2 separate regions of the Danio rerio genome follow, and region 1 is linked to region 2. Evidence: chromatin contacts called from public Hi-C data. All regions are on one chromosome and are shown on one strand. The core of a region is the stretch at or near the end of the contact, and the rest is flanking DNA. Distances in the headings are between cores, read along the strand shown. Region 1 overlaps si:ch211-120j21.2 (a long non-coding RNA gene). Region 2 overlaps si:ch211-120j21.2 (a long non-coding RNA gene).

Region 1 (7,928 bases), core at 1,456-3,955, 35 kb before region 2:
CGATTCTGTCTAAGAGACAAATAGACTGGTAAATAAAGGCTCCAGTATGAAAAACACAAACAATCGAGTGTACATAGCTCACAATAATAAGCATTTGAAGTAAATACACCCATGATTTATATAATAAAATGCATTAGACTAATATAAATATAACATAGCAGGCCTACGTAATTCCCTGATCATTTGTGAAATCCTACTTTTTTCCCCAAAGAATAGCAATTATGTGGTGATTGCAACAATATTACATAATGAAGCGTCAGACTTGTAAAATAAATTGTGGATCTGAATCCGTTCAAAGGCTGATCGCTGCACCGGCCAACTGGCCTTCGGAATACTGTAATAAACTGAAGAAAAGCTTGCTTTATTATTATTATTCTGATACTATTAAATAACACGACAGATCCCGCACCACACACAAAATCAGCTGCTTGAGAAATACGACACTATAGTGCAGGCCTATGCAGCAGCCAAAATTCTGATTTGTGTAATTCTGATTTTAATTGTGCGTTTCCTTCCTCACACTGAAATGTCATTTTTACCAGTGATTCCATTACATGACATCATTCAGGGAGCATGAAACTTCGGCGGCATCTCCAGCTCGATTCGATGTGTTAGTCGGCTTGGAACCAAAGTTAAAACATATGTTCATCTGCAGTGGCTTTTCTTCCTCAGAGCCACATTGGTCTGTTCTGGGTTTTGATGGCTTATACTGCAATGCTCATTAAATAATTATGTTTATTATAAAACAATAAAATGATTTTTAAAAATAAAATAAAATGTGGTAAAACATCCCATTAAAGCCTACTCAACATAAAAGCAATAATATGCTAACCACAAAATTAGGCTAACAATAAGCAAAATAATGTACACTGCGTATTGAAACGTTATTAAAATGATTAATGATAACATGAATAGGCCTAATAATAATAACAATAATCATAACAGTAAACGTGCAATTTTTGTTATCATGATCTATATTTATTGTTACTATTTAATGCAGCAGATAACCGTAAATAATCCTGCAAATAGTTGATTTTAAAAATCTGCATACATGCGTTCTGTTTTTGATTTATCTTTTATCGAATTGAATTTTCCGTCTTTATGCATTAAGTCAATTAAACCGTGGCTTTTCAGGAGCGTGTTTGTAAATTGTACTTGGCAAAGAACTGTGGAGCTTTTCACTATTGGGCTTTCTTGAGTTTCAAAGGCTTTATTTATTTATTCATTTATTTTGTTCATAATTAATTCTTCTTCCCAGAACCTCTGTGAAATATTGATAGAAGCTGCAGAACTATTATATTTCTGTCTAAACGGACAACTCGCAGCTGCTTTATTGAAAATAAATCAGGTTTGGACACAGAAAAAAAACACTCTGAAGAAGCTGTTCTGGGTGTGTTTTGAGTTAGGCATAACGTTTCACGCGTGTCAGAAACTGAAGGAAATCCCGAAAACCAAAAATATATATACATTTTAAGCAGTCCCGATTCTGTTCCAATACGTTTGTGTGTAAGCTAAACAAATATTAAAATCCCACTCTTTCAGACGTTTTAAAATGTCTATAATAACACCGTCTGGGTTGGGTTAAACCCAGGTTTGTTTCTCGTTCACTGTAGCGGGAAAATAAGAACTGTTGTTCCGAGCTCAAAGAAAAACCTACATCAGCATGTAGCCTATAAATGTATACATTTAATCGCCCTGCGCACACGCGCGCGTCGGTAGCTACTGTGTCTCGTTTGAAAAGACTTTCCACAGCTTAGCACAGTATTGTATCCAATAAAAAGCCGCTGCCCCGAGTCAACTGAGTAAATAAGATTTATTTATTCACAATTCTGGGCTATCTTATCCCCCCTCTTAATTCAGCGTGTGCAAATAAGTCAATGATTCATGTGGTCAATTTTAAATATGTTTGTTAATAATGTTAACAGGTCTACAACATGTCATCTCTACAACAATTAAAATGAACAGTTTCTATGCTCCAGCATCAAATCTGCCCACAAATTACTTTAACATTTATATGCTGAAGTCTTAAAGAGGCCATTGAAATATATTGTCTGTATAAAGTAATCCATAATTAGGCTGCAAGACCCCCTCATCCTCGTTTTGACCTCCTTAACATGAGTTCAGGCCTTAATTAGGGAGTTCACACTCTCAGTTCCTCCATAATTTGCACCTTGATTTTATTGAATAAGGAGCTCTGCAAATAGGCTTTTAACAAAACTGGAAGGATATATTTACATGGTTGCACTGAGTAGTGAGATGCACTTAATCTCGTCGCACATGTATATTGTAAACGTGTACAGTGACAATAAAAGGCTATTTATTCTATTCTAAAAGGTTGTTAAGCTTCACTGAGGAAGTACTAGAAAAAATGCAAAAACAATGAAAATTCTCATGTCCATCATCAGGGAAATAATTTTTAAAAATCCAGTCAATTGTAAATGTTATCAGTCTAAAAAACTCTTTTTTGAGCAAAAAATAAAATGTAAAACTCTTAAACCATAAAGATTTTTTTTCTCAGTGTTCTTTCCTCATTATTACCAAAGGCCAATATTAGTGGAAGGCGCTGTATCTGTCATTTTCACCAGCGCCCCTATTCCTGGATGTCTCAGTGAGTCCATAGACAAGTAATACAGACAGTGGTTTGCAGATGGAGGTGGTGGTGAGGAGATAAGCAGGTGTTTGTTCTTTGCAGAGCTAGTGTGTCTCAGTATAGTGAGGCCCCCCAAATCCCACCCCTTCCTCAATGATCACAGCCCTCATTCTGCAGCCACCTCCACTTGGCTGTTCCCCCCCGGCTTTGATCAAAGCCCTCCCACCCACCCACCCACACACACCCACACACACACGCACGCACGCACACACACACACACACACACACACAAATACAGCTGCCCATGTGTGAGCTTCTGCCACACACAAACACACACATACCATAAAAAAAAGAGTCCTCTGGGTGGGATAGCCGTGTTTGTGCAGTAGGGTGCAATGGATTGAAAGAAAAGAGATTGCCAAAAAGCTTGTGTGCGAGAAATGTGTTAGTGCTGGTAGCAACAACAGACTGAAAGCAAAGGAGTGCTTATGAAAGAGAGAGAGGGAGAGAGTGAGAGGGAGAGAAAGAGAGAGTGAGTAAGTGAGCCTGAGAGTTCACTGTTGTTTTGTGTACATGATTAAGCAACATGGGCTTTCAGATGTTTAGGCAGGCCTTCTCAACATACAAACAGACAAGACCACAAATGAAAGCCCACAAACTTGTTGTCAGTAAACATATGAGAAAAGTACAGCCATATGGCAACACCTGCATGTGCTTATTGTTCCAACGCCAACTGGAACAGTGCTTTGATTTTTCACTTGAATTGACATTGTAAGTTTCACACGATTACATTTGTTGAAAAGGAGTTATCAGCAACAAATGAACGTGTGAAACAAATGAACAAATAAAAGACCAGTATATTGCTATACATTTCTCAGTGCATTTAAACTAAAAAGATTAAACAGATTTATTTATTAAAATAATATTTTAGCCATCAAACATATTTAGAAATTGAAAGATAATACAATTAAATTCAAGCAAAATATTGCAAAAATTAAAATATATTAATATATATATATATATATATTTAATACATATTAATATATATATATATATATATATATATATATATATATATATATATATATATATATATTAAAATATTGAAAAAATTACAAACTACAAAATTTCAACTACATTTTTTCATTTTTTTGCTTCTCGTGAAATTTCCTCTTTTTCAAATTTGTATTTAATATTTTTCTATAACATATACATTTGGGTGTACTAGTTTTTGGACTGTTATCTTAAGTTATTTTGTTAGATAAGCTCCAGATTTGGCTTTAGTACTGACTAATGTATATGCACAAATATAATACTGTGTAGCTTAATATTAAAAATGTGAATTTAAAGATAGATTTGTGAGGGGTGTACTCATATATGCTGAGCAGTGTATATGGCACTAAATAATAAAAACAGTATATCGGAACCATAGCTAAAAAAATCAAATAATATAATATTTAATTAACACAAAAGATACATATATTTTAATATTGTCTTATGAATAAAAATGATAACATGTATCCTAAAGCATTTTAACAAATTGAATTCCTCTTTATCTTTCTCCACCATAAACTTTTCATCTCCTCAGCCTATGAAAACAATTTAATGGCCAATTATTTAATAAAAAAAAACTCCAGTTGATAAGAGCTAAAAAATATTTTCATTTACCTTAAAAGAGAATGAAGGGATAGGAAAGAAAACAGTTGCAGTTTTATCAAAGAAATGTCTAAACTGGATTAAAAAAAGTTGGACGTTAATTATGATAAATTATGCACATGCAACACAAAGCCGTAAAAAGCATAAACAGTAAGACAAAATACAGCACGCACCTATCATGAGTCTGTCATAAAAACATCAACTGGCTTTTTTCTTTACATCTCAAGGTTGTTGTCACAGCACTTATGGTTGAGATCAAAGCAGGGCATCCTGAAAACTGCCAAAGGGTAGACCGAGCTGAAAGACAATCATAAGAGAGACAGTGGTAAGAGGATGACACATAGAGAGTCATGACTGCACCCTACCCAATGTACAATGTGCCTTATGCCAATGAGAGATTCCTCACACAGGCCTGTTGTCTACAAATCCACATGGATAAGAATTTCACTTATACAGAAAAAAAACAGAGAGTGTTTTTTAGGCATCGTCTTTGTGCTTCTCAGAAGTGATCAGATGTTTTTAATGCAGCTAGGCTCTAAATAAACACCCTCCAGCTGCTGTTATTTTATCAACAGAGCTTGACAAATTTTGTGCATTATTTTTTTACATAAAGCATAATGTGGAACAATTTAAGGGTCTTAAATCCAGTCTAAACTTCTGCAAAACTAAAATAAGCCATGTTAATTCTTGCACTTACAAAATTAATGCACATCTCTAAATGTAACAAACCGTTTATCTAACTAAGTTTTTAAAAATTTTTTACCCTGAAGGTAATAAAACATGCAAAACCCATTATTTTAATTTACTCCTAAGCGTGTGCGAATAAACAATAACACAAAGAATGGTAAAACACAGGCCTTTTCCATGAGGATGGAAAGCATATTCATCCATAATGCATGATATGACGTTAGCTAGTTGCTCATTCCTTCCAAATGTTTCATCTGGTTCTCCTGACTCTCTTCAAGTGCTGATACCAGACAGAGAGACAGAAACTCATGAAACTCTAATCCCCTGCCTGTTTATGTAAGCTCCTGCCAGTGCTGTTAAACAGCCTCTTATTTTTGGTTCAACCTGTGGAGAGGCCAAAAACCCAAACTATTGAGCCGGTCTGAGAAACAGTGTATGTTTGTGAGGCCGAGTGTTTATAAGAGAGAGAGGGAGAGATGGAAGAGAAAAAGAAGCTAACAAATACCAAGACGTTTAATTCACTTTTTTGCTATTTTACCATCTGCTACTGCTTTTTAAAAGCTTTTGTGTAATGCCTAATAGTTTTATAAATAAAACCACAAAAATGTTGTTTATTTTGCTGGCTAACATACACAACAAATAACAGGTTTGTGGCCTTTATCTGCTCCACAAGTTGTAAATGAGATGTGGTACTTTCAGGACATCAGTAATCGCAAATGCTACATGTTTGGGTTACATTGTCACAGTATATTTACCCAGGTTAACATTGATTTTGGGCGCTGAACTTTTCCGAGCTGCTTTATCCAATGAGTAGCAAGACGTTTCCATATATAGTGCTAAATCATGACACACGCCACTGTTTTCATTGTATAAGGGAGCAAATACACTTACCTTACGTGTTTGACTGTCTGCCTTTCTTTCTCATGTAACGTTAGCTTAGCTAAACGTGATTCTTTCCAATGCATCCATTTGTTCTAAACAGCCATAAACATGTAGCATATGAAACTATGATTCATTCTAGAGAATCGGTTCAATCGAACGGTTCACGTAACTTGACAAATTTACAAACATGATACAAATACAGGTTTAGGCCCAATCCCAATTCTACCACTTAGCCCTTCCCCTTACCCCCGTTTTCCCAATTTTCTTTAGCTTGAAGGCGTAGGGCTTACACCCCTTCGAACAAAGATTTTTCAGAACCACACTCGAAACCAAGGGGTAAGAAAATTTGCCAGAATGCACCTGCCACTACAGCAGCATCGCAGCACCCGAAAGTAAGGATATCCTCAAATTTGTTATTTTTTTTTGTCATTATATGAATTTTTACAACAAACAAGCACATTTTAAAACATTCATAACAGCGTTGGTGTTTTACCGTCATGCCTAAAAAAAAATAAAAAAACGCTTAAAAAAATAATAATAAATACATTTCGCAATCTATAATCCATAATAATAAATCCTGTATAGCAGTCCCACAACATTCTGACAATCGATGACACTCAAATACCCTGTCAGTAATGATTAGTGGCTGGGAATGAGCTTTTTACAGTCTGCTATAATGTTAATGTTGTTTTCGTGGAATTATATAGATGAATATGGCCACTGTGTAAATGCACAGTACACCACATTACCACATTAGATCGTTTTGATAACATAATGTATGCCTTCAGGGATTTCATGAAGATAAATACCAAAAAATAGCACAACTGGAATAACTACACCAGTCGCCATAGTCTGATCTCATATGAAGGAAGAAATTGCAAAGACATGATAAAGGGTGCAGGTGTTGTAGTGCTGTCCCAATTCTTAGGGGTACATTTTAAAGCCCTTCCCCTTCACCCTCGGTTTTAAGGGCAAGGGAATGTAAGGGTACAAAAATAGAATTGGGATTGGCCCTTAATCTTTGTGCACTGTTCAAACTATTGTCAATGGGACAAAAACCAACAGCAAATTAAAGAGAGAAAAAAAAAATCAAAAACAATGTATCAAAAGCAATATTGTTTCACATGTCCAAGACTTTGATAAAAAGGAAAAAAATACAGTCCACAATTAAGTTTTATATTGAAAATATGGAATTTTGTGTGTTTTGTCACCAAATCAGTGACATCATTTATGAACTTGGCAATTAAAGAGTTAAAACCCTAACATTTTGATTAGAACTGAGGTTGATTAAAAGATTTATACAAAAAAGTAAAAAAAATCCATCTGATGCACTTTTACAGCAGTTTAATTCAGTGAATGTTTTTATCCTGAACATAACAAAAGGGTGGTAAATTTGCCCAGAGTGTTTTGTTGAGTTTAAAAAATAAATCAAAGCAATTTTTAAAATATGTGTCAAAATAAGATTTGTCACCAAAAATCATTCTGCTAGCTGAAACACAGAAAATGTTATGGAAAATTAGGACTCAGTTTAGTTTATTCAATTCACCTAAAGCGCATCTCTTTGGACTGTGGGGGAAACTGGAGCACCCAGAGATAATCCATACAAACACAGGGAGAACAAACTCCACACAGAAATGCCAACTAGACCAGCTGGGACTCAAACCAGCGACGTTCTTGCTGTGAGGCAACAGTGCTAATCACTGAGCCACCGTGTCACCCTATAAACCATTTCAGTGCGGTCATGCCATTGGCCCATGAACATTTCCTGCTTGTTATTAAACTATTTCATAACTGTAACAAGAGGCAATTCAATCATAAATAATGTTATGATAGCTGTTTTAAAATTAAGTTATCAATGTGTGGCTCTTTTTGGATTGTCAGAAGCTATAGAAATTAAAAATCTAAAACAGAAAATACGTTGGGACCATTGTTTTTGTTTACATCCTTAAAATGGTCTATATGAATTTCGATCTTTGGTGTTCCCTCTCAGTGTCAACCTTTAAACCGGAGACACGCTGACATTGTGGCTTTTGCATCTCCTCTCACTAGGCGCAGAATACTGTTGTTTTGGACCTCCTCACAATCCCCCTCAATTTCATTGTGGCTCAAAGAT
Region 2 (7,870 bases), core at 689-3,188:
TTGTTTTAATGTGGTTGTCCATGAAAATCCCAGTAGATCAGCAGTTTCTGAAATACTCAGACCAGCCTGTCTGGCACCAACAACCATGCCACATTCAAAGCCATTTAAATCACCTTTCCTCCACATTCTGATGCTTGGTTTGAACTGCAGCAGATCATCTTGATCATGTCTACATGCCTAAATGCATTGAGTTGCTGCCATGTGATTGGCTGATTAGAAATTTGTTAACGATCAGTTGGACAAGAGTACCAAATAAAGTGGCCGGTAAGCGCATATATTTATTCATACTGTTTATAAACAAAAACACAAATGATCACCAGATATTCCAGAATGGAATCTTTTATCAAATCAAAATTAAACACCCCAGTTAATTTTTAGCATTAGTATTTTTTACTCAGGCCTGACAGCAACAAGACAGGAGTGTACATGGAAATACAGAAAAGAAGAGGACTGAAAGAGAGAGGGAGAGAGAGGAGTAAAGGAGCTAAGTGGGGTTGGCTCTCTCAATAGTCATCCTGCTCCACCCTATTAGCCTTCAACCATCCTCTTCATCCAACAGCAGCATCCGTGTAACTCAACACTGACTCAAAGCCCATCCCGCTCTGAGAGAGGCAGAGGAGCCGAGAGCCTCCGAGTACTGGTGCCTCTGGCTCTTCACTTAAATAGCTGCACAATCATTCTGCATATTTCATTCTGTACCATTTCCAAATCAACAGTCTCTCTCTGTTCTGAAGCCCACGTGGCAATCATGAGCAGGCCTCTTCACCAGTCTGATCCAGTGGAACAACACGCACCAAATCCTCACACAAATGCTCTTATTTTCACTGCTCCTAAATTAAATATAACTTTTAAAGTGCAGTGTGTGTGTGTGTGTATTTGTGTGTGTGTGTGTGTCATTTCTGATAAGCAACAGAAAACCTACCATTGTAAGAACAAACAGAGAGTTCTTCCTCAAAAGTTTACTCCAAAACGAACATTGTGTCATCATTTATTTACCCTCATGTCATTCTGAACCTAGAAGAAATTTGTTTACCTTCAGAACACACACTCACTCTTCTTTAGCTTATTTCCTGCTTTATAAGGAGTTGCCACAGAGGAAGGAACCAACAAATACTCAGGCAAATATTTTCAGTGCCTGCAAGTAAACATCTAAAATAGCAGGTGTGATAATCTCAGACCAGGCTCAGTGGAAATACGTTGCCAAACCTACATTTTTGCTACATTTTGTAAATTCTGTATTTTGTAGTTTATTTTGATAAACCTAAACTTAAGGTGTTTGATATTTAATTTTAATATTTTTTTTTACGTATCTTCGCCCAACCCTGCTGCTACTGTATATTGGATGACCTTGGTAAGCTCCTAACAAATAATTACATGTTATCACACCAAATCCTCAATCCATTATTTAACATTTGATGAGAATCCAAAATGTTCCCCTGACAACAAGCTAATTTTTAAAAAAATAATTAAAATTAATTTTAGAAACAAAAGGTTTCTATAGTTTTATATATTTAGTTATCTGCAATAACCATAACATTTACACTTAAACCTTGCTAACAGATCCACAATAAACAAAGTATAATTACACAGGCACAAAAAAACGACACCCTTCACCTGTATACCATAAGAGCTGAAGTGAAACCGAGAGAGAAAGACACACAGAGGACATGTATTGAAAACCTGTGGGGTCTGTACTTTGAAGGAGGGGAATTCATAGGGCTCCGAAACAATGGCACCAGTCAACAGCGGGTCGGCTCTCTCTGTGCCTCGATCTCTTCTCCTTCACGAACACAAAAGCCAGCCGGCTGGATCACTCTGTGCAGAAGTGAAAGAAGAACATGGCATTTTAATGGGAGGGCTAACAGACAAGAGTGATAGAGTGAGCGTGCGTGTGCATGTGTGCGTGTGCGTGTGTGTGTCTGGGCCTCTTTATCTGAGTGATTGCCCCCAATTAGATCTGTGTTCGGGGCGGGTGAGACCACACTGGGTTCAGGGAGGGGGTTCAGCTGATGAGGGCCCCGTCTCCTGCTCATTAACCCCAGTCAAACATAACCGCAACGCAAAAAGAACATCAAAAACAACACGTTATTTTGTTTAATTGCGCATTTTAATTTTAGACGTGTAAACGTGTACCTGCATGGGAAAATACAGGGCTAATTCTGTGTGATTCCGCTGGTCTGGAAGGCACAGTTGTAAACAAATATTTGATCATGGCATGACAACATGTTTTCATGTTACTATGACCATGTTTCAACTTTATTTTATGGTTTTATAAGATTCAACTTGATGTTTTTAATTTAACCAAGTACAGAGAGGACAAAAAATGCTAACATTTTCTGAGGGCTGTTGAATGCTTTCTTCTAATTGGCAGATGAACAGGTTTTCAAGGAAACACACAGGTAAAGTAGTTCCAGGCAGATCTACAGTTCCATATCATTATGCTAAACGATCTAAATCAAATGAAAACAAAACGCTTTGGGTGAGATGTATAATAGAAACTAATCCTATACACAGCAGCAATTCGAGAACAAAAATCTGACAAATATCTTGAAATACGACACCTAAACTGTGTCTATACGCGTGGGAACCATCACAGCAATTTGCACCTATTTGATTCAGAGGCTAATTTGTAAGTGCTCCATGCCATGGCCGCCTCACCACATCTGGTATTTTCTATTAAATCAATGACCCCCACCAATAATTATTCCTTCACCGTAAAACCCAAAAAATAAGGTAACTCAAACCATTTGAGGAAACCGATTGGAACAAACCATTTCAGTACAAAAACTAATCCTAATGAGTAATGTAAACTTACTGCATTTGAGTAAACAAAGCAATTTGGGCACAGTAAAACCCAATAAATAAACTGACAACTTAATTACTTGATGTTCAATCCACTTGAATGTGGTAAACAATTAAGTCATACCTGTCTACATTGGGTTGTAAAAAAAAAGGGATACCAATTAAATAAGAGGTCTCACTTTAAAAAAGCCCACATAATGAATGCTGTTGATTGCTTTCATAACTATTTATGCTCTTTTAAGACAAAATTTGTTGTGTTAAAAATAAAATTTAAAAAATCAGCAAGATCGACATGTTTAGATGTTATTATTATTCATTCATTTTCTTGTTGGCTAAGTCCCTTTATTATTCTGGGGTCACCACAGCGGAATGAACCGCCAACTTATCCAGCAAGTTTTTACGCAGGGGATGGCCTTCCAGCCGCAACCCATCTCTGGGAAACATCCACACACACATTCACACACACACACACACTCATACACTACGGACAATTTAGCCTACCCAATTCACTTGTACCGCATGTCTTTGGACTGTGGGGGAAACCGGAGCACCCTGAGGAAACCCACGCGAACACAGGGAGAACATGCAAACTCCACACAAAAACGCCAACTGAGCCGAGGCTCGAACCAGCGACCCAGCGACCTTTTTGCTGTGAGGCGACAGCACTACCTACTGCGCCATTGCTTCGCCCATTATTATTATTATTATTATTATTATTATTATTATTATTATGTGTATATGTATGTTCCAACATGTACCCTAAACGTGTTCACTTACATTCCGATTCAAATTGCGTTTACAGAATCTGTTTGGGAAACAGCGTCTTATTGTCTCAGTCTTGCTTTGAGGATTGCATAGGAGAAGCAACAGCGCCTGTAATGAAAAGGAAAGGGAATCTTGTCATGTTTTATATTTATTTCAAAGTGTTTTTATGCCTAAATAAAATGAAAATGCAAAACAGATTCACATTGAAGACCAAGGGGGCGTCTCCTGGTGGTTCGGCAATATGGGTTGCGTATAGTGTAGACAATTATACAAGCGTATAGACAATTGGCTCTTTGATGTTTATTGCCATCTTTCATAGAAAGATTGAAAAAATGTGAGAAATACAGGAAAACACATTTACAGGATGATAGCAGGACAGAATTGTAAAATACGGGAGAATCCCGGGAAAAACGGGAGGGTTGACAGGTATGAATTAAGTTAACTTAATCGATTTGTGTTGGTAAAACATGAAGGAATTCAGTATAACCCAGTTGAATTAAAAAAAAAAAAATTCAAAGTTCAAAGTAATGTTCAACTTAATTTGTTTGTTTAAATTCAGCCCAAATAAATTGCTTGCAACCACATTTAATCTAAGGAATCATGTTTAAATCATTTTTTCAGAGTACATGCTGCCCTAAATTAAATGTAAAACAAACTTAAACAATTACATACATTACATACAGTACACTGTAAAAAAAAAAAATTCAGGGGTCCACACAATTCCTTCACGTTGTCCCAACACAAATCGATTAAGTTAGCGTAACAAATTTAAGTGGATTAAAAAAACCTCAAGAATTGTGTTATTTCAGCTCATTTTGAATAAGTATCTTGAACAAGCAGCAAAATTTATTTTTTGAGTGTCCAATGATTAAAAAAAATTTTAAACAAAAATTACATCAGTAACTATTTCATATTGATGTGTTAAATGTAATATAGCCTAAACTGTAAGTGTAATAATAGGGTAATGTAAAGTGTATTTATATAACGCATTTTATCATGTATGGCCATACACCCAAACGCTTCACACCACCACCAGTGTGCACTGTGCAGCATCCACTCGGATGATGCGACGGCAGCCACAGGATAACTACGCCAGTGCGCTCATCACACACCAGTTATAGGGAGATTGGAGAGACGAAGATAAAGCCAATTCAATAGATGGGGATGATTGGGAGGCCATGATGCGTAAGGGCTGAAGGAGGAAGTTTGGCAAGGACACCAGGGTTACACCCCTACTATTTACAAGAAGTGCCTTGGGATTTATTATGACCACAGAGAGTCAGTACCTTGGTTTAACGTCTTATCCTAAAGATGACACTCACTGACCATATATTGTTCCCTTCCCTTTACTGGGGCATTAGGACTCACACAGACTGTGGGTTGAGCGCCCCCTGCTGGTCTATTCAACACGACATTCAACAGCAACCTAGTTTTTCTCTAGGTTTTTACCATTTAAAACCAACTCTTAGCTCGTTTTTCTTTTTGAGATATATATATCCTTGTCTCAAAATCACTAGCAATTCAAATCAAGCCAATAAAACACCCTAGACCTGATATAAAAAAGTGTTGTGTGTGAGAGAGCAGGAGCGGATGCACACACAGAGAGAAAAAGAGAGTTTGTCGTCCTACAGGAATGCACAGCGGTGGCATTTACACGTTCATGGCGATTTATAGACACTGGCTTCCTCCTTCATTCTCCCTCCACCCCTGCTAAATCCAGAAGAGACGAGGCAGTGCAACAGTTTTCTCTTCCCCCTCGTCCATCCACACCTGTTGTGTCGATTTCAAATGCATGCATGACATGGACAGTGACAATCTGTGAATGCATGCGGGTCTTAATGCGCATTAAAGCAGCTGTAGTTATTTAATATGAAAGACAGAGCGAGTGTGAAGATTTACCTCTCCTTCTTGCCTCCCTTCTGCCCCACTATTGCCTCGCTGAGTAATGGAATCAATTTATTATGCAATAATTTAGCCATAAAGCCATATCAAGCCATCCAAATTGGTGTTATAAGTCAGTGTGGCTGTGACAGTGAATTCCCTACAGCTCAATGAAAGTCTGCTGGATTCACAGGGTTTGGCAGATCGGTCTCCAGTCTGAGGCGATGTCGATGTCAAAGAGACTTATACTGTAAGCTTGTCTAAGGCGCACGAGGAGCCGGCGGATGACAGAAAAGGAAAACCAGGAGTTATTTAGTCTACACTGTACTGATGAGCAATAGTAATAGTTCTTTTGATTATATACAGCACTGTAAAAAAAATGCTGTTCTACACAATTCTTTCATGTTGTCCCAACACAAATCATTTAAGTTAACTTGATTGTTTTTACAAATTTAAGTGGATTAAACAAAATAATTAAGCTGCCCCCCCCCCAAAAAACCTCAAGTATTGTGTTGATTCAGCTAAATTTAAAGTAATTTAAACAAGCAGCAAAAAAAATAATAATTTGAAGGTGTTATGGTATTATTAACATTTTCAAATGAGACCCTTTTTTATTTTATATACATACACAGTAAATGTCTTTTATTTAAGTTAAATTACATTTTATATTCAAATTTTTCATTATGCAGCATATATACTCTCTAAAGATATTGTAAAAATAGAATGTAATTAATTTTACTAATATGAATGTGTATTCTGTATTTATTTTATGTGTATTGTGCATTCTGCAGTGAATTGCTTTTTGTTAAATGGTTTACAGAAATTTCTAAATAATGAAGTAATTAATGGATGATGACCTGGAAGAAAATGACCAGAAGATTTAGGTTTTTTCACAGATAAGCTCACGTAGTTTGGGTTCAGAATGGTGTTTTAGGTATTTCTGACTGATTGTTGCTGGGAGCAAGTTTTATTTTGAGTTAAAGACTGCAAAACAAAATTGGGCCAATCAGCTGACACATACAGTATATCTGATGCAATCAAGTTACTGCCAGTTCCTGCGCATCTTTTTGGCTCCAAATTACAGCCTTTTTGCATTTGAGTCAAATTTGTGTATTGCAAATCATTTATTTACATTATATGGATTATAACTACTTATTTATATTACGTATATTCACAAAGGTTTTAATTGTCAATTAATATTAATTAGGGCTTTAAATTTGCATTAAAATATTTACATTTTAATTTTCTTAATATATAATGCTTTGAAAGTGTTTTTGCAGCTGCTTGTGAACATACATTGTTAAAATCAGTAATGGAAAACATCCATACACACTCATTCACACAAATACACTAGGGCTAATTTAGTTGATTCAATTCACCTGTACCGCATATCTTTGGACTTTACTTTTGTGGAAACCAGAGCACCCGTAGGAAACCCAAGCAAACATGCAAACTCCACACTGAAATGCCAACTGACCCAGCCAGGACTCAAACCAGTGACCTTCTTGCAGTGAGGTGAAGGTGCTAACCACTGTGAGCCACTGTGTTGCCCGTAAAGGCATTATATACATTATATTTCTGATAATGACATCTTCTAATCTTCAACAAAGAATTGAATTGACTCTCTCACAAGAAATTAATTAATCTGTCCCTCTTATGCATGGTGTGTGGTTTGCTAAACATGTTAAGCTTTCAGTCACTATCACAAACCTTAACAGAGTTATCAGTGAAAGTGTAAGACAAGAGTTTTGAAACCACTTAACTTGATCTTAATCAGTTTGGATTTGTTTGGTTTTGTCAACCTGAAATTTACTTAGTAATCCGGAGTTTGCTGAACCTTTTTTGAACTCAACAGGCCTCAGGACATTCTAAAATTATTGTTATTAATTTATATACTAACTACTAAACGAAAGATTAAATACAAAATATGACTAATTATGCCCCGAAAAATATGATTTTGCTTTTTGTTTTTTTCCTTCCTTTGGACTCGAAAATTGTTTTATACTTTGATTAAAGTTAGTCAGCCTTTTTAGTGATTTTAATTATTTCAGCACAAACAGAAAAGCAGAGAAAAGTGTAGTAATACTGTGTGACAGAGTGTTTCCACTTACAATAGCCAAAGGCCTGAGACTTCACAATTACTCTCTTCCAGCAGACAGAGAAAGAGAGAGAGAGAGAGTTTACATTATCATCAGAGTTGCAGGATTCATGTTTATGTTTAAATAACCACTGTAATTATTTGCTTGGACAATACAGTTACTTACACAGGCCGCTGCTTCAGCTTGTTTGAGGGAGACAAATGGAGTGTGTGGGAGAGAAATTGAACATGAAAACATGAGATGTTTTGCCTTATTTCGCGTGTGTCATGACATTCTTTGTCATCTGCGCGGCAAGAAGCTACAGATCAAAACAGAAAACACGA

Evidence for each region. A called contact is a pair of places that touch in the nucleus more often than the background predicts.
Region 1: a Hi-C map of embryo shows a contact between it and region 2, with 1.6 times the contacts expected there. The contact joins two enhancer-like sites. A contact is called at or near these places in 2 of 18 Hi-C or Micro-C datasets (caudal fin and embryo).

Annotation. Positions count from the first base shown.
Region 1 is chr8:21,651,853-21,659,780 of GRCz12tu, reverse strand. It overlaps si:ch211-120j21.2 (a long non-coding RNA gene), which reads right to left. Exons shown (of 10, transcript XR_002459373.3): 5 at 4,420-4,543. Among named protein-coding and RNA genes, the nearest start is that of si:ch211-120j21.2, 48 kb to the right of the region's middle. Within about 2 kb of position 2,705, at least 4 of the 62 cell types and tissues checked have an H3K27ac peak or open chromatin away from gene starts, as enhancers often do.
Region 2 is chr8:21,616,134-21,624,003 of GRCz12tu, reverse strand. It overlaps si:ch211-120j21.2 (a long non-coding RNA gene), which reads right to left. Exons shown (of 10, transcript XR_002459373.3): 3 at 3,580-3,675; 4 at 1,681-1,815. Among named protein-coding and RNA genes, the nearest start is that of si:ch211-120j21.2, 12 kb to the right of the region's middle. Within about 2 kb of position 1,938, at least 6 of the 62 cell types and tissues checked have an H3K27ac peak or open chromatin away from gene starts, as enhancers often do.